Regions from separate parts of the Zea mays genome. Here region 1 is linked to region 2. A link is a contact called in public Hi-C data. All regions are on one chromosome and are shown on one strand. Each heading gives the region's core, a stretch centred on a gene start, on an enhancer-like site or on the middle of the called end of the contact. The rest is flanking DNA. Distances are from core to core; before and after follow the strand shown.

Evidence for each region. Hi-C and Micro-C count contacts between places; a contact is called where the count stands out from the background.
Region 1: a Hi-C map of leaf shows a contact between it and region 2, with 2.8 times the contacts expected there. The contact joins the enhancer-like site here to the promoter of LOC103635154 in region 2. A contact is called at or near these places in 2 of 25 Hi-C or Micro-C datasets (endosperm and leaf).

Annotation. Positions count from the first base shown.
Region 1 is chr8:46,896,104-46,902,272 of Zm-B73-REFERENCE-NAM-5.0, reverse strand. No RefSeq gene overlaps it. Among protein-coding and RNA genes, the nearest start is that of LOC100283072, 100 kb to the left of the region's middle. Within about 2 kb of position 3,817, at least 19 of the 20 cell types and tissues checked have an H3K27ac peak or open chromatin away from gene starts, as enhancers often do. A contact at or near this core is called in endosperm and leaf, where this site is marked.
Region 2 is chr8:46,444,931-46,451,213 of Zm-B73-REFERENCE-NAM-5.0, reverse strand. LOC103635154 (ABC transporter C family member 14) reads left to right here and starts at 3,082. Exons shown (of 13, transcript XM_020542610.3): 1 at 3,082-4,654. The coding sequence starts at 3,299.

The DNA of each region.
Region 1 (6,169 bases), core at 2,568-5,067, 450 kb before region 2:
TCGTTCTCTAAGGATGATGTTGAGGTTTGATCATATTCATCATCATCATCTTCTTCTTCTTCTTCCTCTTCTTCACTTGAGCTTGGAGCCTTCTTCTTGCTTTTCATCTTTTTGTGTTCATCACATGCAAAAGCATATGGTTTTGAAGAAGCTGGCTTCTCTTCTTGACCCATTTTCCGCGACATCTCAAAGGCCACAATCTTTCCAATAACGATTGTCAGGGTCATTTGGCTCAAGTCCTCAAGATTGTGAAGGATGGTGATGATACTCCCATATCTTTGTTGTCATAGAAGGGAGATGATCTTCCTCACAATGTCCGCATCACCTAGCTTATTAATTCCAATAGAGTTGAGCTCATTAATCACAAGATTTAAGCGGGAATACATGTCTCTAACAAGCTCATTTTCTTTCATAACAAAGGAATTATACTCATTTGAAACTAGGCAATATTTTTGCTCATGAACATTAGATGTGTCATCATGGAGCTCATGCAAATAAACAATTTAGAATGTGCAAACTAGGTTCTGTCTGAGTGTTGCTATCTCTACCGCAAAGCCTAAGTTCCAATCATAAATATTCTAACTAGTAAGGAGAGATTAAAACTTAAATACTTTTATAAATGTGGATGTCACACCCGGATTTAAAGTGCAAACCCGAGCGCGAATCAAATATGTGCTAGGATCAAGTCTCACACATATGATGACTCATGGTACAGAAACGAATGTCACATCTTTAATATATAATAGAGTTCTATACAAAATAGTTAAATAATTACATCATACGAAGACAGCGATCCAGCAACCATAGTTGACTGGGAGTCGACAGCCTAGACCTCTCACGAACTCATGGCGATATCCTTCATGCTCCTCAATCTGCAGTACCTGATCTTGACCTGGGGGATGTGAGTACATCAAGGATGAGCTCAGATATGTTCATCGCTCAACAAGTTGTGGGGAATAATGTGCATGAGAGCTCATGTGAAGTGTAAGGCTTACCAAAGGAGATGGTTAGAGCTGACCATTGCTTTTAAAGTTGGTCAAAGTTTTATTATCAGTTACTAGGTATAATTAAATATCAACCCGAATAAATAAGAGATCACAATTAATAATAACACTCACAATGCAATGCAGATGACAGATTAAGTTTAATTTCATAATTTAATCATGCGAGTCCTGAGTCGCTCGTGACCGTGAGCACAACTGATATACCAGTTTTACACTCTGCAGAGGTTACACCCTTTACCCACAAGTTGTGTTACTCATTTTCCATGGGGTTGTACGAACCCCATACACCTCTACTGAGGAAGCGAGGCAGGGTAGCACTACGAGACCTTTATAAAGTTCTACTACCTTCAAAAAACCCGCAACGATTTCTGAGAAGGGCAATATAGGAAACCCTCGTAGCATGATCGACCCGAGAACCATCATAGCATGATCGACCCGAGAACCTCCTTATACGCAGATCCTCTATCTCTCTTGCCCCTTTCGGGTAAGGTAGTCATTCACTAGCTTTCCTAATTAGTCAGCCAAGGGCGTCCTATTCCACCCTTGTGGTAGCACGGTTATCTCTAGTTAAGCTGCATGTTCCAATTAACACAATGATCTTGTCATGAACAATAATTAAAACAACAACATAATTGGAACATGGTCATAATTCAAATATAACATTAATCCCAAAACCAGGTAAAACAATAACAAGTCTACCCAATAGATCATTTGTTTGCAAGGGGTGGGGTAAACAAATCTAGGGAAGCCTATTAGGTCCCATCAAATTAACCTGAGTATGTCACAGTGATTAACAGGAACATTATGGGTAAAGAGAAAAGTGATCAAGGGCACAACTTTACTTAGACTTGAGACTCCCAGGTACTTCACCAACTTGGTCTTCAAGTGACTCGTAACCTCGCTGCTACTCGTAGCAATACAAACAAATATGGTATAGGCAAAATTAATTTCACACCAATCATGATAATATATTGCATAATAATGATCTATGCATCATAACGTGATCATAGGTTCGAGAACCACTAAATTCGAAGTTACGGTTGTAAAGTTATGATTTTCCGACGGTTTAGGTGCTAGATAATAAACAATTTAAGTGTATATTTCTAACCTATATTTCTTAACAAAATAAGGTTACTAGATGATAAACAATATTAATATGAATTTAATGCAACTGGAATGGATCAAAAAGAATTTAAAATGAATTACTTATGAATTATACAAGGTTCTAGAATTATTTTTATACTAGAAATCATATTCTTTATTAATTTTACTAATTTTATTTAAACTTTGGGCTGCGGCCACTATTTTAGAAGAGTTCAGGGTTTATTTTGTAAATTCCAGGACTTCTCTGTAATTATTTTAACATTGACCTGGACGACGGGTTAATACCACAGAACTCCGAGGACTCTTACGCAAAATGGCACCTGCAAAGAGGTAAGGTGCGATTACAGCCGCCCGATCAGAGGTGTACGGTGCGTATTAAATCTGACCTCTACAGAACTGGTATGCAACGTGGAGCCTTGGATCCAGATCCCACGGGCCACATTCGATCCGTGGGTTGGAACACAAGATCTGATCTCACCCGTCCTGTCTCGAGATCGACGGTTCCGATTCAAAGAAAACCCATCCGACACCCCCTTTATAATCCCGATCGTCTACTATTGATCCGATGGTTCCCGATGGTCCCCTTCCCAGACGAAGCTGGCAACGCCGACACGCATGCCCCACGACGGCGCCATGACTAGAGCACGCTCGCCCCGTGTAAGTGCCAGCAAAACTGTAATCCGGTAGGAATACACGATGTAGGGGCTAAGGCGAGCAAGGGAAGATGGTCTTACCAGCGGTCAATCGGTGGCTGGAGCAAGCTTTAATGAGCCACGGACGCACGTCGGAGGGGAACACTGGCGTGCAATCCCCGGGATTCCCGGCTAGGGCTGGAAACGAGCCGAGCCGAGCTCGGCTCGGCTCGGCTCGGCTCGGCCATTTCACGAGCTGAGGAACCAGGCTCGACTCGGCTCGAAGGCGGCTCGCGAGTCGGCTCGGCTCGGCTCGCGAGCCACACCCTGATATTATTTAATTGTATTATATAGTGAATTATTAGTATATAAATGTGAAATATATAATATAATTCATTATTATGAGGAATCCAAATTATTAATTGTCATATATCTATCATGAAAGCTAAGAAATAAATTGATAACCTATAAAATTAGCCAATATCCATCAGTATTATATATATTAAGTAATTTAACATAGCTCGCGAGCCGGCTCGCGAGCCAGCTCGGCTCGGCTCACTACGGGAACGAGCCCAAAAGGCAGACTCGGCTCGGCTCGCTCGAGGCTCGCGAGCCGCTCCGAGCTCGAGCCGGCTCGCGAGCCTCGAGCTTATTTTCCAGCCCTATTCCCGACCTTGAATCTGCCCGGAACCGCAACGAATACGGCCGCAGAAGCCACGTGATGCTTCTGGAAATCTCCCTGAGGTTGGAACGGCAGCGACCCCGGGTCTGTAGTGGCGAACCTGACTCCCTAATCTACCGCTAATCTCTCTCTCTCGCTCTCTCGACAGCGGCAGCTTGACGCGGTGGTTTAGCGCGTGGAAAGTAGAAGGGAGAGGTCGCAGCGGCCCCGGATTTATTCCCCCTGAATCGAGAGAATCCGGTTAACCCCCCTCGGCCGAGGCGAGCGGGTCGCAACAACCCGGACTCCCGGAGCCGGAGGCGCGGCGCGCGTGAGATCTGTTACGCTAGAGGGGGAGGAGCTGACAACCTGGGCCCATTCGCCGGTCACCGGTTGGAGTAGGCGCGCTCGGACTAGGCAGCCGGGCCCCCCTGGTTAGTCGGCTCCGCGTGCAGCAAGCGGCCAAGCGCCATCGGGCAGTGCCAACGGCAGGATGGGCCGCGCAGTTCTGACTCGCTGGTAGGCCAAAACTGAAGCCAAGGCTCACGCAAGGGTTTTTCTCCATTTCTTTTCTTTCTTTTTATTCTTTTCCTTTTTTTCTCTTTTGAATTTTTATTCCATGTTTCAAATTAGATTAACTCTAAGTGCACAAACAAATAACCCCAACATGATGCATATATTGTTTATGTATCTTTAGTAAATTTATTCACTCCAAATATGATTATCCATTTGTTCTAATGAGCAAGGAGTAACACATATAAGAAGATTAGCTCTCTTCGTTTATTATCCACAAGTTGGGTATTACAAATCCTACCCCCTTAAAAGGAATCTCGACCTCGAGATTAGTAAGAAAAAGGATGTATCCCAATCTTGCCTCAAAACATATGCACAATCAAGAATCTCAATATGATGCATAACTTGTGATTAAAACATAGGTTCAAATAGACCTTATTACTATTCCTAAAATAATAAAGAACTAACTACTACCTAAGGTATTATTTAGGTCTTACAAATACTACTTCCTAAGAATATATGTATATATATACTCTAATCCTGTTGCTCATTGCCTTCTTCACTGCCTTCTTCTCCTTCAACCGCCTCCTCTTCTGGGTTTTCGGGTTCACCACACACAGCTTCTGCTTCCACATGGTTGACCTGACCCCGATTGATAGATAAGGCCTGACTCTTAACTCCTGAGGCCAGACCTTGCTTTATCTGAGCTGGAGTGGTGTAAGCAGCCCTCTTGGGATAGTAGTTGGCATAATGTCCAGCCTGTCTACATTTAAAGCACGACCTGTTTGTGGATGCATTAGGAGCAACAAGTCCTGCCGGGGTGTTTGCTTGAGGAGGATATTGGGTCTGTTGAGTCTGTTGCCTGGAACTACCACGAGCTAGTGTGCCTTGAGGTGCAGCATAACGGGGACGGGTACTACTTCCAGCCTGTCCTTGGTTAGTAGCTCTTCTTTTCTCTCCTAGCTCAATTCGTTTGTACTCCAGAGCTATAGCCTTGTCTAGCAGTCTCTAGAAGGACGGGAATGTGTGGGACATCAATTGGTATTGAAGTGGCATGATCAATCCCTCCAAAAATAGTTCCTGCTTTTTCTCATCAACATCAACTTCTCCGGGAGCATATCAGGATAGATGGATGAATCTGTCTCTATATTCACTTAGTGACATGCCTCCCTGTTTGAGGGATAGGAACTCCTTCTTAATTTTCATAAGACCAACATAAATGTGATAGTTCTGAGAGCACCTAGAGGGGGCGGGGTGAATAGGTGATCCTGTAAAAATCAAATACTTGTAGCCACAAAACTTGGTTAAGTGTTAGCTCAATAGAATCAAGTGGCTAAGTACCAAGCTATTGTGAAACACAATGGTCACGAAGAAAACAAGCACAAGAGACATGATGATTTATCCCGTGGTTCGGCCAAGTATAACACTTGCCTACTCCACGTTGTGGCGTTCCACTGGACGAGGGTCGCACTCAACCCCTTTCAAGTGATCCAATGATCAACTTGAATACCACAGTGTTTTTCTTTCTTTTACTATCTCCCGTTCGCGAGGAATCTCCACAACTTGGAGCCTCTCGCCCTTACAATTGATGATCACAAAGAGGCACGGAAGTAAGGGAGGGGAGAGCAACACACACAAAACTCAAAGCACGAGCACAATCACGCACACAAGCCACAACTTGAGCTCACAACACAGTGTGAGGAGTTCTCTACTCAAATAGAGCTCAAGTCACTATCACAAAGAATCAAATACGCGAGAATGGAGTCTTGGTGCTTAGAGATGATCAAAGAATGCTTTTGTACTTCCTCCATGCGCCTAGGGGTCCCTTTTATAGACCTAAGGCAACTAGGAGCCGTTGGAGGCAATCTGGGAAGGCAATTCTTGCCTTCTGTCGGGTGGCGCACCGGACAGTCCGGTGCACCACCGGACACGCACTGTTCATGGTCCAGTGCAGATCGCCTTCCTAAAATGGCACGACCGACCGTTGCAGAATTGTAGCCGTTGGCGCACCGGACATTGTCCGGTGCACACCGGACAGTCCGGTGCACACCGGACAGTCCGGTGCCTCCTGCCGACCGTTGGAGTGGGCCACGCGTCGCCCGCGGATTTGGCGGCTGATCGTTGCGCTGGCGGTCGTTGGCTCACCGGACAGTCCGGTGCACCACCGGACAGTCCGAAAATTGTAGTCGTACACCGCCGACGAATTCTCGAGAGTGGCCAGTTCGCCAGAAGCCAGCCTGGCGCACCGAACACTG
Region 2 (6,283 bases), core at 1,833-4,332:
ACATTGAGCACCTACACCAACTTATCTTAAGAGAAGCTCATGATTTGGCTTATTCTATTGACCCTAGAAGTACTAAGATGTACCAGGATCTAAAGGAAAAGTATTGGTGGTACGGTTTGAAAAGAGATGTTGCTACGTATGTTGCACTTTGTGATGTATGTCAACGAGTTAAAGCCGAATACCAAAGACCAGCAGGATTACTACAACCTCTCAAAGTACCGGAATGGAAATGGGAAGAAATCAACATGGATTTCATAGTTGGATTACCCCGTACTCGTGATGGCTATGATTCCATATGGGTTATAGTGGACAGGTTGACTAAAGTGGCACACTTTATACCCGTGAGACAACTTACTCGGGAGCCAGTTAGTAGAATTATACATGTCGAGGATTATTTGTCTGCATGGAGTACCGAAGAAGATCGTATCAGACCGAGGAACCCAATTTACCTCGTGCTTTTGGAAAAGATTACATGAGTCCATGGATACCAAGCTAAACTTCAGCTCAGCCTATCATCCGCAAACAGATGGATAGATAGAAAGAACAAATCAAGTGTTGGAAGATATGTTAAGAGCTTGTGCTCTAAAACATGGTAGAAGTTGGGATAAAAGTTTGCCTTATGCAGAATTCTCATATAACAATAGCTACCAAGCAAGCCTAAAAATGGCAGCGTTTGAAGCACTTTATGGACGAAAATGTAGAACATCGCTTTATTAGAATCAGACCGGAGAAAGTCAAGTATTTGGTCCCGAAATTCTCCAAGAAGCAGAAAAACAAGTGCAGATTGTTAGAGAGAATTTGAAAACAGCACAGTCGAGATAGAAAAGCTATGCTGATAATAGAAGAAGAGAGTTGATCTTTGAAATTGGAGACTTCGTATACCTTAAGGTTTCACGAATGAGAGGAATGAAAAGATTTAAGGTTAAGGGAAAATTATCTCCTCGCTACATCAACACATTCAAAATTTTGGAAAGAAAAGGTCAAGTAGCGTATCAGTTAGAGCTACCCGATAGTTTATCGGACGTGCATGACGTATTTCATGTATCACAACTTAAGAAATGCTTAAGAGTGCCTGAGGAACAATTACCTATGGAAGAACTCAACGTTAATGAGGATTTGACTTATTCGGAGTATCTTATCATAATTTTGGAAACATCCTGCAGAATTACACGGAGTAAAGTTATCAACGTGTGTAAAGTTCAGTGGAGTCATCATTCGGAAGATGAGGCCACTTGGGAAAGAGAAGATGAACTCAGAGTAGAAATTTCTTAATCTTGAGGACGAGATTCTTTTTAAGGGGGTAGGTTTGTAACACCTCAAACCATCAACTAAAAATAATGCACTTAGAATATTGATAGTAATAATAGTAAATATTTTTTTTCTTTCAAGTGTTTGATCTAATTGCATTTAGAATGATTTTTGTTTGCTCATATTCGATTTATGGTTGTTTTGTAGAATTTCTTTTATATTGAAAGCCTAATTAATTAATATAGAAACATTGGTCTAAAAATAAATATTTAGTTATAAATAAGTTTAATATAAGTATTATGATTTTTAGAATTGTTTAAAAATATATTTATTTATAATTTTGGAAAATAGGGGAAAAGAAAAAAACGAAAACCCTAACCATTTTGTCCCACCAAGGCCCATTCCCAGCCCAACCTCCCTCCACCTCTCCCTCTCACTCACTTACCTGCGGGTCCCACCTGTCAGGCCCTTCCCCTACCTCCAGTCGCGCCCTGGCCGTTGGCCGGACCGTCCGCACCTCGTGCCCGCGTCGCATCCACGCCCGGCCAAGCCACTTGTGCCCGCGCTAGGCCGGACCGTCCGCGTCCAACCCCTCGCCTACCTGCGCCTAAAACTGTCGTCGTTGGATCTTCCTCTCCTTCTCACATTCACTCCACTAAGGAAACAGACGCCATCAATGGCTTTGATGGACACCGGCGTCCCTTCCTCTCCCTCGGCGTCCTCTCCCCTCCCCCTCCTCCTCTATAAAAGGGCAGCCGAGCTCCCCCTATCCCCTGTCGAGCTCGCCCCCATTTCCTCTCCGTCGCTAAGGGTTCCTCACGCCTTCGCCGTTGAGCGCCCGAGCTCGCCGAGCCTCTGCACGCCCACACCGGAACTCGTCCATACCATCCGAGCCCCCGTCCGGACCGTCTGGGACCGTGCCGAGCCCCATCGTACCGAACCCTCGCCTTGACACGCGACCGAGCCATGTCCCCCACCGTGCCTCGCCGGACCGGCCGCCATCGTCTGTCATCGCCGTTTATCGTCAGGTTGTGAGCAATCCGAAATAGTTTTGTTAATTTTCAAAAACATGCTTTGAACTAGTGTATGAGATTTTACAAATTATTGTATTGGGATGTTGGGATTCGAAATCCATGTGTATGTAAATTATTAGTATATGTACATGAATTGTTATTAGTCAAATCATTTGGTTATAATGGTTTTAGAATATTGGATTAAATAGAGTGACAAAATTTGGTAGACATGTGGTAGTACAAATGTGTTCATTTTGATGTATGCATAATAATTTTTTATATCTAACAATATGTATAAGTGATAATGTTTAACATCAATAACAAAGAACGTATGTTTTAATTATAATTTAAACGGGGATGGAGATCTCCGTTGTGGATTTATCACCGTGGGAAACAGGGATGAGGAAGAAATGTTTTCCATAAGCGGTTTGTGGAGATCCCGCAGGAAAATTTTTGCATCGCGGGTACGAGGATGGGAGCTATTGGTGGCGGGGAACTCCCCCATCCCTACACCAGCCTTATGCTGTGCATGAAGCTGCCTTGTAGAGGCGTGATGCATATTCTGGCGACGCAAAGATTAGGACGGAATACGTGGGTGCCATATGGTGCTTAGTAAGAAGGCACGGCAGGCAGACGACTGCACACGTCATGTTGACCGCGCCGTTTGCCGCCCGCTGTAGCACGGCAGCGGCGGAGACAAGCGCATGGTTCTCAGCACGGATCCACGGGATGCTGGATTGTGGAACCACACCACACAAAAGCCAGCCGCTATTGGCCCCCCTCCGCTGGCAGTTCTGTTCCGTTCGGCTGCCCCGGCACACGTCGTCTCTGCCACTCACCGCGAGTCCGCAACCAAACAATAAGAAGCAGCCTTCCTTGCTCTGCGTCAGTGCATCTCCTTCCCCTCCCCTCCTTCCCCTCCCCTCCTCTCGTCTGGGGACTGGGCGTCTGGCTGGCACGCAGCCAAGCCACACACTCCCTCGTCAGCCTCTGCATGCCACGCCGCCCCTGATCACCAGAACCCGCCCGGCCGCCGCATGGCCCTCGCGTCGCAGCCGCCTTGGTGGCTCACCACGGAGGCTTGCGACCTCCCATCCGCGCCCGCCGCGGGGCTCGGGGAATGGGTCGCCTTCCTCTTCCTCTCCACGTGCTCGCAGCAGATGCTCCTCTCCGCCGCGTCCGCCGTCTTCCTCGTCGCGCTGCTCTGCCTCGGCGCCGCCAAGCTCATCTCCACACGGCGACGACGCCATGGCGGCGGCGCCCTCAACGGCGACAAGCAGCCGCTGCTGGACAGGGCCGGGGGGCGGGCCGGGGTTCGGGTCGGCGCCGGGTTCGTCGTCGCGCTGGCGGCGTCCGGTGTCCTCGCCGCGTTCTACGCCTCGCTGCTCGTCCTTTCCCTGGTCAACAGAGGCGGCGGAGAGGGCGAGGCCCTGGAGGCGGTGTTCCTGGCGCTGCAGTGCGCGGCGCACCTGGCCGCCGCGGCCGTCGTCGCGCACGAGAAGCGGTTCCGCGCGGCGGCGCACCCGCTGGCCCTGCGCCTGTACTGGCTGGCGGCGCCCGCGCTGACGGCGCTCCTCGCCGGCACCTCCGTCGCGCGCCTCGTGGTGGCCGCCGCTAGGCTCCCGGACGACGCGCTCGCGATCGCGGCGCTGGTCCTGTCCCTTCCCCTCCCGGTCCTCTCCATCCTCGGGTCGACGGGCATATCCGTGGCGGTGGTCAACGACGCCACCGGGGCGGCGGAGGAGGAGACGGCAAGCAACAAGGCGACGGAGAAAAACGTGACCCCCTACGCGACGGCGTCGTGGGCTTCGCGCGCGACGTGGGCTTGGATGAACCCGCTGGTGCAGCGCGGGCACCGCGCGGCGCTGGAGCTGTCGGACGTGCCGACGCTGGCACCGTCCCACCGCCCAGAGCGCATGCACGAGCTCTTCACCCTGCACTGGCCGTCGGCGTGGGCGTCCAAGGACAACAACCCGGTCCGGCACACGCTGTTCCGGACCTTCTGGGCGCAGTTCCTGCTGAACGCGTTGCTGGCGCTGCTCCGGCTGACCGTCATGTACGTCGGCCCGACGCTCATCCAGAGCTTCGTGGACTTCACGTCCGCCGGCGGGCAGCGGCCGTTCGGGGAGGGCGCGCGGCTGGTGGCGACGCTGCTGGCGGCCAAGTGCGCGGAGGCGCTGTGCAGCCACCAGTACAACTTCCACTGCCAGAAGCTGGGGATGCAGATCCGGGGCGCCCTCATCGTGGCGCTGTACCGCAAGGGCCTCCGGCTCTCGTGCTCAGCGCGCCAGAAGCACGGGCTCGGCATGATCGTCAACTACATGGCCGTCGACGCGCAGCAGCTCTCCGACATGATGCTGCAGATCCACTACCTCTGGCTCATGCCGCTCCAGGTATACATACATACGCCCCATCCCTAAGGCATATAGGAGTATTCGCTACGTAGACCACTTTTGCACGCCGTCCTCGCATCATTGGCCATTGCCTCCCATTCTCTCTTGTTTCGTTGGTATTCTCTGTTGTTTCTTTGGTCGATGGACGGACAACCGAATGCGGTTCTCCTCGCGCCTGCGAGGCTGCGCACGACGACGTCTGAGCTGCACGGGTCGGCGGGTCGGCGCTGAGCGCGGTTGGATCAGTCGCGGACGGCTCGTGCGGTGTTGGCAGCTTTTGGCACTGGCTCTCTCTCCGCAGCTCTGCTCCAGGGCTCCTCCTGGAACTCAAAACTCGAACTCGTTTATAACGGCCCACATGGTTTTAGGGGATGTTGGGGTGGGGTGGGGTGGGGCGGGCTTGCACCGTTGCACGTATTGATTGTTCCGTGCGCCGCGCTCCGCTTAGTTGGAGCACACAAGTAGTGCCCTATATATAGTAAGTAGGATTAATTGTATACACGTTTTTATAAAATTAGATACCTAGTTTATTTGGATCCTAAATGAAACAACTAGGTATTTCATTTGGTTTCCAAAAAAAAAACAGTGGCATAAATCTGATTTCTCGAACCTGGCAAGTAATAGGAGTAGCCCAGTAGTAAGCTAGGCACCGACACGACTGCTAGAAAACACATGCAGCACTTTATGTATTACAGTTCTTTGTGGCTGCTGTGCATGTTTGATGCTAGCGTTCCCGCAGCAGCCATCGTGCTTCCGGCGTCCACAAATGATAAAGTGCCCTTGCGTCGGTACGAGTACCGAGTACAACAGTACCAACAAAATTCCAACTTCCAAGTATGTTTTTAAAAAGAAATTAAAAACCCCTTTCAAGTCCAGGCCATGCAACGCGGTCTGGAATCTAGGTTCTTTTTCACATCTATCGCATTGCATAGTACTCCCTCCGTCGTTGAATAGGGAATGTTAATTTTATTTTCTAACAAGCAAATATTTCTAGTTTTGATAAAAAAAAATATGTCAAACAAATATATATAATCAATTTTTTGCTAAAATTTAGGTACTTGAATTTTAGTTTTTTGGTAGACGGTTATTACATATTTTCCATATTAGAATTATATATTTTATATTAAAACTTATTTAGTTCGTTACAATTTATTTATATCTAATTTATCATTTTTTATTTTGAGAACAAAAAATCCATTAGTCAAAATTATAAATTTTATTAAACTAATTATTTTAGTTAAAAACGATTTATAATTTATAATGATTTCTAACAGTAATAAAAAATAAACATATTATAATACAAAGATAAATAATAAATCACCAAAATAAAAATTTTATTTATACCATAATAATTCATGTATGCAACAGTTTATTTTTACTAGTTGACAAAAATATTAGGATTTATAATGTATAATAATATTAGGAAGATTATATTACACTTGTTTAGAGATGTAAGTATTGCTAATATTTTTATCCTTTCAATCAAAATTTAAAAGAGTTAAAGTGTATCAACCACTAGTTCCGTAGCGATTCATTTTAGGAACAGCTTCCAAGATGAATGTGTCAGTGACGATGACGACGACAGACCACCTCCGTTACCCACGTAATCCAGCATCGTTTCATGCATAT